2 separate regions of the Gossypium hirsutum genome follow, and region 2 is linked to region 1. A link is a contact called in public Hi-C data. All regions are on one chromosome and are shown on one strand. Each heading gives the region's core, a stretch centred on a gene start, on an enhancer-like site or on the middle of the called end of the contact. The rest is flanking DNA. Distances are from core to core; before and after follow the strand shown.

Region 1 (6,766 bases), core at 2,836-5,335:
TGCTGGAACAATCTAGAAAATGTTCTTTAATTGGCTTAGACTATATTCAACTGATTGGAACTCCATTGGGCAGCTTCATGGCTAAGGAAATGAACTTGAAGGCTGGTGAATGTATGGAAGGCCAATGGCCTTGTCTAGGTTTGGCCATGGTGTTTTAAAGAGGCTGAATTGCTTGCCTTGTTCAGTTGAATAGTTTAGAGACTTAATGAGCTGCTGGAAGATTGTAAAAGTTATGCTCTTTGGCTAAAAAGGTGCTTGGGAAATAGCAATCAATAGCCTTTATCTTGAATGCACGTCCACATTAATGTCCTTCCTTTAATGCCATCCATGTTTTAGGTGAATGTAACACCCCTAACCCGTATCTATCGTCAGAATAAGGTTATAGAGCATTACCAGAGTTTACTAATTAATTTTCAGACTTTTCTTTTCATCAAGCATTCATATTTATAACCAATCAAAATCAAAACATTAATGACCTAACGTTAACCAATTTCACTTCTACATGCCATTATAACGAGAATCAAATCATTCAAAATTATCGATAGAACCAATGGTTAATGTGATATATCTCCAACAAGCTTCCAACTCAATCGAGGTTTCGATAATCATTTCAATGCATCAAATAATTATACATATTACCAATAATAATTCAATTCCAATAATAAAACACACACACATATATATATAATATTCATTACCAAATAGCATCCACTTCAATTAAAATTATACAGAATATAGTTCATACGAACTTACCAGGCTAAATTGCAGAAATACCAAAATTCAATGACATTTTGGAAATTTTCCATTTTTCTCAAATTTCCACCCAATCTTGATCTAAATTAATATTTAATTAAATTTACTAATTTAAATAATAGAACAATTTATTTATATAATTATCCATGCTAGCTGAATATTCATATATATATATTTTCCTCCTCCTCCTCTCCATTCCACATCCTTAATTTATATAATATTCTTATAAGTAAAATTATCTATGATTTTATCTTGAGCTAAAGAACTCCAAATTAGGGTCAGCTAATTTTCCCTGAAACTAAACTCACATATCTTCTTACCATAAAATTTTCAAAATTTTTGGTTTAGCCAATAAGTACAGTTTATTCCTTAAAGTCACCTCTATTCTGCTGTCTGACAATTCCGACCCTTCTTCACTAAAACTTAATTATCTCATTGTACAGAATTCAGATGATATCCTCGTTTGTTTCTATTGAAAACAAACTCTTTAAGGATTTTAAACATATAAATTATAACCCATAATTATTTTTTTATAATTTTTGATGATTTTCCAAAGTCAGAACAGGTGAACCCGAAATCATTCTGACCTTATCTCACAAAATCTATTATATCTCATGATTTACAATTCCATTACTTACATCGTTTCTTCTATGAGAAACTAGACTAAGTAAGATTTAATTCCATATTTTGTTCATCATCTAATTTCATTTCCACAATTTATAGTGATTTTTCAAAGTTAACCCACTGCTACTGTCCAAAACTGTTTTAGTGCAAAATGTTAATTACTAAGTTTATAACTTCCTTATTCCCTTTCTCTATAATATTTCCTATCACTTTCACTTATTTCTCTTCCCTCATATATCAAGAACATAAGAATTTATATAAGAAAACTCTACTATAACATCTTTTCCATGCTATTTCAATAATATCAAACTTAAAAATATATTGAAATCTCAATGTTCTTACCTTGTCCTATTAATTCAACCTTTAACTTGATTTTCTCTCACCTCCAGCTTCAATTTCTTGAATCCAACTTGATATTCTAGCTCCCCATAGTCTCCTTGTTATCTTTCTCTCTTTATGGCTATGGAAATTCTTTTGATTTCTAATTGAAAATGGTGAATTTTTTTGGTGGAAGGACCAAATTGTAAAGAAAGCAAAACTTTCTTTCTTCTCTTCTCTTCTAACGTGAATTGCATGGAAAAGATGGTGGGTTAGTTTCTTTTCATCTTTCTTTCCACTTATATATACTAAATAATAAAATAATAAAATATCATTTAAAAATCAAATTAAAATATTAATAAACTAAAATTTATTTATTTAATTAATCTAAAATATCTCCAACAACATCATTATCTTCTAAATGACCATTTTGCCCTTTATGATCTTTTAAAATTCTATCCTTGAGTCATTACTTAATTTTGTAAAATTAGGATTTAGTCCCTCATAATTCTTCACCTATTCAATTTGGTCCTAATTCATCCATTTTCCTTAGTTTCTAGATTATTCCAACCTTAAAATATTTGAACTATTGGTCCTTCAACTTTTTCTTATTTGCACTTTAATCCCTCAAATTTTGAGTATTTACCCTTGGGTAACAAAACTTCTCTCACTTTTGCGATTTAATCCTTTCTTGAATTAATATGTCATAATTTACTTCTTAATGCTGACATATCTCAAAATTACCTTTTTTTATCACTTTATTTCTTTATTTTACTATATCAGGAATATTATATTACTTTCTTACTGTAATAATTTTTGGGGTATTACAGTGAATTTTGACCGTATGGTCAATTGGGAGAAAAGAAGAGGCTGCCAAATTAATGTGAGCAGCAATGGTCATTATTTTCCAAGAAAAAGTCTCCTAAAGAAACTCAAAAAGACAGCTGGGCTCTTTAATTCGGCTCCTTGATATATGGCAACATTAATTGGTGCAAAACTCATCTAAATGTTGTTCATACATTCCCTCAATTGGGCGGCACATTAATGGCTGTTGTGTTGACTGGAACAATGGCACATAGAAAAGAGAAAAACAACAGCTGGGTTTTAATGCCATTCTTTGTCCATTGAGCTCCTCGAAAAAGAAACATGGGAAAGAGGAATCAACAACCCTTTAATGCCGTCCATTGCATGTAGCTAGCTGATTAGCTGGTGTGAACACCCTACAATCATAATTAAATTCGGCTTAGACACAATTTAGACTTTATTAAATTTGTCTAAACTTTGGACATAATTAAAACGTCTGAATCTAGGACACATTAAAAGGCTGTATTAATTAGAACAAATTTAATAGACTTAAGACATATTAATTTTCTGTACTAAATAAAATACGATTAATAAACCCAAGACACAATAAAGATGTTCAGATTAATGCATATTTAAACTCTACTTAATTTATGACACAAACTAAAAACTCAAACCATAATGACTAAGATAACTAATAATAATTAATGTTTTATTCCAGCAACCTAAAATGCATGAAATTAAAATAAAATAAAATGGAATCTAGCTCAATGAGCTAGCATCAAGCCGAACTGAGCTCCATTGAGCTGAGTCGAGCTTGCAAGGATGGCGAGCCTCGCTTTGTGAGCCGAAACACGGACATTCCTGACTTGGATCGTATCAAATCTCTCGTATTTAAAGTAAGTTATATTATTCTAGGTACTTTAATCTTTTTTTATATTTTTTTAAATAATTGAATAATTTGGATATGATAAGATATGAACCCATAACATTTAAGTTAATTAAATTTAAAATTTACCACTCAACTAAAACTTTATTTAAAATGTTTTGTACATTTTAATTTTATTATTCACACGTTATACTTCAACCAATTGTATATTTATATTATTATTTAAATTTTTAATTGAGTTGGTATTGCAAATTAAATAGGTATCAACTAAATTAAGAAAATTACAGAAATATCTTTCTGTATTTAAAATAAGTAATATTATTTTGTGATACTTTAATCTTTTATGTTTTATTAATAAATAAATAAATTATATATATTGAGATTTGAATTATATGTTTTATTATTATTTTTTTGTATATTATAGTTTTCACCCCGTTTAAGTGGAATAGAATTTTTAATAAATGTAAAATCTTTTATTTTTGCTAATTTGTGACTTCACATGTCCCACCACCGTCCACAGATCAAACAACATTTTAGGTGGGACCCATGGACCAGTAGTTTGTCACCGCGTGGCTGAGCCAATATCTTGGCCTTCCACGTTAACGGTCGAGACGCCGTTAGTCTGTCATGGCATTAGGTAGCAAGCGATGTGCGGTCCCCCACTTAGGCTGGACTCGAAATGGAAAGGGAACGGGAAAACAAGATAAACACAGATCTCCGTGACGGCCACCGTCAACACACACGTGTCCCCCAGGAAACAAGGAGTGAATTATAAGCCGTCTGGGAAGCGAATGCAAGGGTGCCATGTGGAGGGTGTGTAGAAACTTTGGGAAAGTAATGAGGACAGCTCATCCATGGTCGTGAAAGAGACGTCACTATTTTTCACTTCTGTTTCTTTCTTTTGTTTTTGTACGTTTGCTAAAGTACAAGAAGCCATGATCTATTTTATTTTAAGATCCCATTATTGATGATTAAGTTTAGTTCACTCCTTTTTCTCTTCTTTTTACTTCTTATTCCTTCATCAAAATACTATTTATGGCAAGGAAATCTCGAAGGACGTTAGCTTATTACCATATCAATTTGTAATCCACTATTACAAAGTACCCTTAGTAGTTAAATTGCATGGAATTCACTTAACTATTAAAATGTTTTTATTCTATTCATCTAATTATATAAAATTTTCAATTGTTATACCTTCAGTTTTTTGGAGACATTCTTCAGGCATTCACTTCTCAAAGTCACTCCTTAAATAACTTCTTATGGACAACCTTTTGAACGCACCCTCAGAACGACTCTTCAATTATACACTCATATGGGTCTCACTCAATAACCATCACTTATGATGCCAACTATCATGTCTCATTTGAAGCGGTAACAACCCGTTTTTTAGTGAAATCAGAATAGTAGTTTTAGAACCACAAATTTAATGAGTAAATATTTATTTTATTATTATTTTAGTGTTTGTGTATGTTAGTAAGGTCGTATGAAATTTTCGTTAAGAAATTTTGACGTTTGCATGCTTAATTAAGTGAAAAGGACTAAATTGTAAAAGGTGCAAAAGTAGAGTTTTAGTAGTTAAAGGTATCAAATAGCTATGAAACTTTAAAGTAAAAGGACTTAGATGGTAAATAGACCATTGAGATAGTTAGTGGACATCCATGGATTGGTTTTATTGAAATTAAGAATATTTTTAAAGGTTAAAAATGTAATTAAGTAAATAAGGTTAAAATAATAAAAACAAAAGAAAGATATGAGATATCATCTTCCTATCTTCATCTTCAACCGATTTTCAACAAGGGAGAATAGCTAGGGTTAGTCCATGGCATTTTTGCTTCCATGGTATGTGTTTTGATTCTGTTTTTTAATAAATTTTATGTTTTTAGGATCGTTGTAGCTTAATCTAGCTAGCCCAGGGACTAATTTGCAAAACTGTTAAAGGATTAAGGTTTTTTAATGAACATGTTTGTACGGTTTTTGAAGTTTAATGAAAGATTATGAGTCCTTATTGTTAAATAAACAAGTTTTATAAAGTGATTTTTTGATGAAAATGTCATTTAAGGACATATTAGTAAATGTAGTAAAATATCATGGTTAAATTGTGAAATGATGATTTAGGGTTCATAATAAATTCGGCTAGCATGATTTAGGGATGAAAATGCTTAGATTTCAATTTATGAGTTTAAGGACTAAATTGTAAAAAAGGTTAAAATGTTAGGGGAAAATTGTAATCATGTATAAATGTGGATTATGGATTGAATTGAATGTTTGAGATTGATTGAAACACTTAATTGAATATAAATATTTATTTAGATTAAGATAAATCTCAACCGGATCTAAACCGAGGAAAGGTGAAAATCACAGATCAGCTCGATCGTACTTTTACGCTTTAGTTGTTAATGTAAGTTCATAGTATTTCTATACATAATTGAATTTCTACTTGTTTGTTTACAATATAGTTATGTCATTAATTGCTTACATTGAATTATCCCCTGTTTGTACTTCGGTACCCCTTAATTGCACATATGTGCCCCTGGTTGTACTTTAGTACCCTTAAATAGCACATACGTGCCCCTATTTGTACTTTGGTACCTCTAAATTGCACATACGTGCCACTGTTTGTACTTCGATACCCCTAAATAACATATACGTGCCCTTGTTTACACTTTGGTAACTTCAAATCGAGTAAAATGAGTTGCATTCAATTTTTGTTAATTTAGAAGATATACCATGTTTTTACTAAGCTCTATAATCTTATACGTTTTTGTGTATTATTTTGTAGATCGTAATTGCTGACTTTTGGACGGATCGAGTCTTCAGCTCACACTATCCATCGATGTTGGTAGTTCTTCTGCTTTTAAGGGTTGTGGCATGTATATGTGGCTATATAGGTTGTAATGGTACATTATGGCAAAATACTAAACTAAGTTGTTAGGTACATTATTAAGATTGTAAATAGGCATCTTTTTGGTTTAGTTAGAATGGTATGAAAGTAAACACTTGTGGTTTGTTTTGGCTTGTAGGTGATTTAAGTTGCTATGCTTTAAATGGTCTCAACTATGGTATGCTTTGAGATGATATTACAAAAAATTATGTTGGAATTATGGTCAATTATGCATAAGTTTAAGTATATTTGCTTGGTTGTAATTATTGGTTGGATGTATTCTTGGCCTATTGACTTGGTCATATTACGCATGCTATGGTATGATTCGGTGCCTTAATCATATATTTAAATGGCTTGTAGGTGCATGTTAGGAATTGGTGAAAGAAATGGCTTGATTTTGGCCAATTTCTTGTCCACACGGCCTAAGACACGGGCGTGTGTCTCAACCGTGTGTCATACACGGCCGTGTGTCCCCTATAGGTTTTAAAAGTTGCAAGTCA
Region 2 (6,766 bases), core at 1,354-3,853, 140 kb before region 1:
ATTTGATTTGTAGATACCTTTTAATCTTAGCCGTTGATGTACTTGATCTGTACCGTTGGATTTGGGGAGGCTCTACTATAAATAAAGGTCTCTCCCCTCATTGTAAATCACTTGAGTTTTGAGAATAATAAGAATTCTTGAGAGTATTCACGCAAACTTCTCTCTCTTTTGTGTTCTTAACTTTCTGTGGCTTGTTCTTATTTCGTTCTTCGTTCATCTTTGTTTGGCTTTGAGTTTCTTTCATTTGTGTTGGTTTTGAGGAGGAGTTCTGTTGAATCCTCATTTTGTAAGAGTTAGGCTAACTTAGGCATTTTTGGGAGTGAGAAACTGCCTAAGGCTGCACGGATTGTGAGGAAAAATTCTAAGTCCGTGACATAAGCTCGTACATGTAATCCATTGTGCATCGGCTTCAAGATTCGGTTTCTTGGATCAAGAATTCCAAGATTTGAAATGTTGATTTTCTTAATTCTTGAAATCTCCCAAAACCGCATAATTGGACCAAGATTTGGTTTCTTGATTTTTATTTTCCCTCATATGTCCGTCTAAGGCCTTTTTAATAAAGTATTATATGATACTATTCAATCTTGCTTTGATTTGTTTGGTCTTTGTCTCGTTATTAGGCCTTGAGGTAGTGTAAGCCTAACACGCCCATGGGCTTAAATTTTAGCCTTAAGCCTCGCGTCATGAAATTTACTCATACTCACTTCCATTTGTAATATTCACTTATTCATACTTTAATGTCACTTACTACTTTGTCGCTTCACTAGTTTAATTACTTATTATTTAATTTGCTTATCACACATTAAATATTCACTCAAGATCACTTGTTTTCCAATTACGCTACACATTTGAGTATTATTCAATTTAACCCCTCTTTCTATTTCTTTATGTACACTTCAAGTTTATTTTCCACTATCACTTTTCATGTCTCATAATATTTGAGTTTTCTCTCTTTAATTCTTATAATTTCTAAATATTATTTTTCATTAATACTTTAAAACTAACATTGTTTTCAATTAAATTCTTATTCATTACACTTAATTTATACATACTTCAAATTAATCTTTTGGAAAATAAATAAAGTTCATATGAGTACTTACCTTTCTTTTGCTAGATTTCACTTTCTCTTCTCATTCTTTCACACTTTTGTCACTTATTTTCCTTTGTTTATAATATTTCTATCACTTTCTTTTCTTTCTCACTTGTCTTTTTAATCTTTTCACTTTCTTCTCAGCTTTCTCCACTTCCAACTCCAATTTCTTGCTTCCAATATGATAATCAAACTCTCTAGGATCTCTAATTCACTTTTTCTTTTTGGTGGCTATGAAAATTCTAATTAATTTTGGGTGAAAATAGTAGACTTTATAGAAAAGGACTAAATTGTAGAAAAAAATAGTTTCTCCCTTCTCCATTTCTCATACACGTTGGAAGCAAATGGAAAGTATGAAAAGCTTTCTCCATCTTTCTTCCTTCTATATTCACTTTAAATTATAAAATATTAATAAAATATTATTAACATTATAATTAAATAATATAAAATATCACCAACATCATCATTTTGATCTAAGGGCCCATATTTCCTACTTCATAATTAATTAAGTAAATCCAATGGCTAAAATTTCATCTACACTTTCAAGGGAATTTTAGTAATTTTTCCAAAATGATCTTTCTTACAAAATGACTATTTTGCCCTAAGTAAAATTTTATATTTTCATTTGTCTCCTTTCCACCTTTACGGTATTTTCACTTTTGGTCTATCTTTTTTATATTTATATTTTAACCCTATAAATTTTGAATATTTATACTTTAGCCCCAACATTTTTCACTCTTTGTGATTTAGTCCTTTCTTTAAATTAATATATCACGTCATACTTCTTGATTTAACTTCTTTTGACACTCATCAACCTTCTCTTTTATTGATTATATACCTCATTTCACTATACAAAGAAATTCATTATGCAGGATCTCAAATTAGTGTCACTTTTATAACATAGTGATTTTAATATCATTACACCATTAATGAATCATTGTAGGATAGAAGTGGTCGAGTAATTATTTGAGGACTTGGATTTTGGTCATGCTTGACCTTTTCGCTACTACGCTGTAGTTCGTCTTCCTCTTCACTCGAGAGAATTGAAGTTGCCATAACCTAGAGGCGAAACTAGAAATTAGTTTTGGAGGAGCTAAAATATAACTATGTATTTTTTTAGAGCTAAATGTAATTTCATTATTGTATTAACTTATATTTTTATAATTTTTAATAAATTAAATTAAAATTTTATCACTTTTTAGACCAAAATTGAATTCCATAACCCCTTTATTTGGTAAGATAGTTATCTTAACCTATGACCGCTCTAAGCCAAAATCTTCTAATTTTTTTTTTGTTCTTTTCCTTTTTTTTTTAAATAAATAAATAAATTTCCCCTAGAAAAGAGCCATTAAAAGAACAGCACAAATTAAATAATAATTTCAAAAAAAGAAAGAAAGAAAACTTACTACTCCTAGTATTAAACAAATTGTTTTTTTATTTTTGGAAAAAAAAAGTGAAGCTTCCCAACAGCCTCGTATGAAAATGAGAGCCGGGCCAACGGGGTCTTCTTGTTTTCGTTAATTGAATGCAACCGAAAAAGAAAAGGCCTACCTCTCTTTCTTTCTCTTCACCAATATAAAAAGAGTGATTGGATTTCAGCTTTCCTTGCAATTCTTCTCCTTTCCGAATCCCATGTTTTGATCTGATTTAACTCCCAATACTTGGCCAAACGAATATCGCAAAGCTGAAAAATATCCATTTTTCTTCCTATTCTCTTTTTTTAATAATACTATCCCTTTTGGGAAATATCCTCCGCCTAGCCAATATAAACTTGTTTTGTTTTCTTCTCTTATCAAAGGTATGAATTTGGTGTTTAACCAATCTGTTTCGTTCTTTTCGAGCCTTTTTTCGCCTATATTTATTTTTTAACCATGTTATTGCATCTGGCTTTTTTTTTTTTAAAGTTTATTCTCTCTATCTTTCGTTTTTGAGACCTGGGTTGTTTGAAATTCGACGTAAAAACCAACTGAAACATTATTATTTTAGCTTGTATCTCTGATTTCTGGTTGTTTTTTCCTGTCTGTTTATACTTTTATGTTTTGCATTGTAATGCTAGATTGGAATCTGGGTTTTGGTTTCAGAAATCTAATTAGTTGTTATACCTCTAAAAAATGGTTCCCTTTTACCTTCGATTTTGGTTTCTTGTTTGACATGTAAATTGTATTGATTCAATGCCATCCATGATTCCTTCTTTTATTGTTTGATAGATCCAAAAAAATACGAGTTCCTTTTATTTGATCTCTTATCTCTCCATGTGTATTGATCAGGGGGAATCTTATTTTGGAGGCATTGGTTCTCCATGGTGAGCCTATCATCTTTTTATATATAGATATTTTCGGGTGAAAATTGGTTTTCATTTTTATTTACTCAGGAAAAGAAAGGGGTACTAGCAGGCTATTGAGTTTTATGGTTTAGCAAAGGTGGAAAAAGTGGCTTAATTGTGATTTGATTTATTTTGGTTATTGGTCATCAGGGAGAAGCCCCAGCATTCTTTGTTGATAATCTACAAAATGGATTTTCAAACGGATTTGGCTTAAAATCCAAAGGCTTTGAGACCTTCACCGACGTTGGTGACAAAACAGTATGATACTTTAATGCCTAATTTGGTGTTCTTTTATCATAAAGTGCTTCTCTTTGTTGTCTATTACGTGAGGTGTTCAATCACCTTTATCTGATTGAAGATTTGTGTGGATTTTCTACTGGCAGTTTGTAATTGGTGGGGCAAACAGTGATTCCACATCATCTGTTGGAATTCAGATTTATGACAAATCTACTGGGAAATGGTCAGTTTGTAGCTAACACAAATTTCTTCCTCTTTGGTTTCAGTTTTAGAGTTACTAATTAATTGTTTATGGTAACATTTTCAGGGTGATTCCTACAGTCCTGGGAACAAAACCGAAGACATGTAAGGGCCATTCTGCCATTCTTTTAAATGAAGATCGTATAATGATTAGCATTCGGGGTTCCACCCCGGATGATTGCATTTGGTTTCTTGAGGTTGGTATTTTTGAAAACTTAAGATCCTTTGATGATATTTTCTGTACATTATAAAGTTCAGTGCTTGTGGTTGCATAAAAACTATCTGAACATTTTGATGGTAATAATTGTTTGATTTTTTCTATATCGGTAGGTGGACACCGAGTATGTTAAGGAACAAAAGAAAGATTTTGGGACTGAAGTTGTTGCCTGGAGTAAAGGTGTGACTGGCGAGGCGGAAAAGCCGGTTGTTATTAGTGGTCCATCTGGTGTTGGTAAGGGGACATTAATAAACATGCTTATGAAGGAATTCCCGTCTATGTTTGGGTTTTCTGTCAGCCATACAACTCGTGCACCAAGGGGCATGGAGAAGAATGGAGTTCATTACCATTTTACCGAGCGAAATGTAATGGAGAATGATATAAAACATGGGAAATTCCTCGAGTTTGCTTCTGTTCATGGGAATTTATATGGAACCAGTATTGAAGCAGTCGAGGCAGTAGCAGACTCTGGAAAGGTAAAACAGTCTTGCTTTTTACAATTCTATTGATACTGGATGGTGCCTAGTATTGATTTTGGATTTGAAGTTATATATGTTTATTGATGGAACTTTGTTGTAGGTCTAGCATTCTTTACATCAAAATTATCCATCTGCATTTTGAGGTGCTTTTATTTTTTATTTTATAGAGGTGCATTCTTGACATTGATGTTCAAGGAGCACGATCTGTGAGGGCAAGTTATCTTGATGCCGTTTTTATCTTTATCTGTCCGCCATCGATGAGGGAGCTTGAAGAACGGCTCCGTGCAAGGTGAATCTGAATTGTCTGTTTGATATTTATAATTACACTATTTTCCCATAGTATTTTAATAATTAGAATGTTGAAAATAGGGGGACTGAGACAGAGGACCAAATCCTAAAGCGCCTCCGGAATGCTGAGGCAGAAATTGAGCAAGGGGAATCCTCGGGCATCTTTGATTATATATTATATAATCATAATCTTGAGGAGTGTTATGAGAATCTTATGGTGATTTCTCTTTTCCCTTGGACAATATCATATGCATATTAAGTTCTTTTGAGAGAATCCATTGCTTTATGAATTTAATTTGTTATAGGAGCTCCTGGGGCTAGGTGGAAGTGCACCAATTAAACAGAAACCATGTAAGAAGGTTACCATTTCCTCTATTTCCTTTTTAGTGTAAATGGGAAGGAATTAATTTAAAATGTCATCCAGCATCGAAAGTGATTGATCCGCCTTCGAACCATTCAGTGTCAAAAATCAACAATAAGATGGTCATTAATTGTGAGACGAAAGAAGTGGGAAACGAGGCGAAGAACTTGTAAGTTTTATGGTTCTTTTTCCTTTCATTCATTCGTTTTCTAAATACCAGGTAATGATTTTGCTGGGTTGTGTTTGACTAAGAAGTGGTGGTTTTATGCAGGATCATACTGGATGTGTCGTCACTTAAAGGTGGGGCGCCTGGGCGGACAAGAGGACTAAATATCCACGCCATTGATTTATTTTCAGATGGCTTAAACGGGATCCGTGAACTGAGGTAACGATTACAACCCACGCAATGGGTACTAACATGGTTTTAAGCTTTTCTATTTAATTTTAAAAAGGTGAGGTATGATAAAGCTGTATTTTGTGTTGTAAGATTGGATTTTCGTTTTTCAATCAATTCTTTGCTTGCTTAAGAACCAACACGTAGTATTACTGTTCCCGCATGAGCATTTAGAGAATTCATCATTTGTTAAGGGTACTCAACTATGTTCTCTTTTGTTAAAAAAGGAAAGCAGGGGGTGACGGTTGACCTAACAAGGTTCCGCATACCATAACCAAACTGTTAGTTTTAGATTCCAAGTGAAATAGGGTTGAATCCAAAAATGAATAAATTTATGTAATTAATTGAACTGAAATAAATTAATAATGATGATTATAAAAATCTGATATATTAATCCAAGCATAAGACTTGAATAAGTCATAATATTATCAGCTTCGGTTATTATTTATTTATTGAAATTTAATTATAAAATATAAAAACAAATTACTTAATAATTTTGAACGACATAAATATTTTAACTTTTTTTTAGAAAAATATGGTAGTTTTGAGATTATATTGAAAAATATACTAGTTTTCCTCTAAAAAGAAGATCCTAAAGATAAAAACTCACCATATTTTTCAAATAATTTTCTAAATGATATTTAAATAAGAAAAAGTAAAAAACGAATAGTGCGGCACGGACTGAACAGCTCGAGCTCTAGAAAATAGGAATAGCCAATAAGGTTTGTAATCTTTTGTTTCCAGGGGAAAAACACATGTTAAAATGTCATTTTTATACATTTAAAATTTAATTTTTATATTTTAAAATTTATTAATATGACATTTTAAAATAAAAAACACATATCCAGTAATTATTTAATTAAATGACGTTATAATTAAATTTAATTTAACAAAATAAATTTATAATATTTACATTTTAATCTGAATTTCAAAATATTAAAAATAAAAGTAGATTATGTAAGACAAGTGTGGTCTGTCAATGGCATCAGCTGTGGGGTCAGTATAGTAGGGCTGGCCCCTGAAATAAAAAGCATGGCGTGGTGATATTGTGTTGGGCAGGCAAGACAGCTATGCAAGGAAGATCCACATGTGTTGGAAAGCGTGTTTGGAGATTTAGGTTTTAATGGGTCTTACGGT

The links. A called contact is a pair of places that touch in the nucleus more often than the background predicts.
Region 2: a Hi-C map of leaf shows a contact between it and region 1, with 1.6 times the contacts expected there. The contact joins the promoter of LOC107949444 here to the enhancer-like site in region 1. A contact is called at or near these places in 3 of 34 Hi-C or Micro-C datasets (callus and leaf).

What each region holds. Positions count from the first base shown.
Region 1 is chrD03:24,511,405-24,518,170 of Gossypium_hirsutum_v2.1, reverse strand. No RefSeq gene overlaps it. Among protein-coding and RNA genes, the nearest start is that of LOC107950792, 19 kb to the left of the region's middle. Within about 2 kb of position 4,085, at least 3 of the 9 cell types and tissues checked have an H3K27ac peak or open chromatin away from gene starts, as enhancers often do. A contact at or near this core is called in leaf, where this site is marked.
Region 2 is chrD03:24,648,842-24,655,607 of Gossypium_hirsutum_v2.1, reverse strand. It overlaps LOC107949444 (guanylate kinase 2), which reads left to right and starts at 2,603. Exons shown (of 11, transcript XM_016884097.2): 1 at 2,603-2,888; 2 at 3,358-3,392; 3 at 3,564-3,671; 4 at 3,797-3,873; 5 at 3,958-4,087; 6 at 4,221-4,583; 7 at 4,754-4,875; 8 at 4,956-5,091; 9 at 5,180-5,225; 10 at 5,299-5,404; 11 at 5,507-5,769. The coding sequence starts at 3,390. The coding sequence ends at 5,624.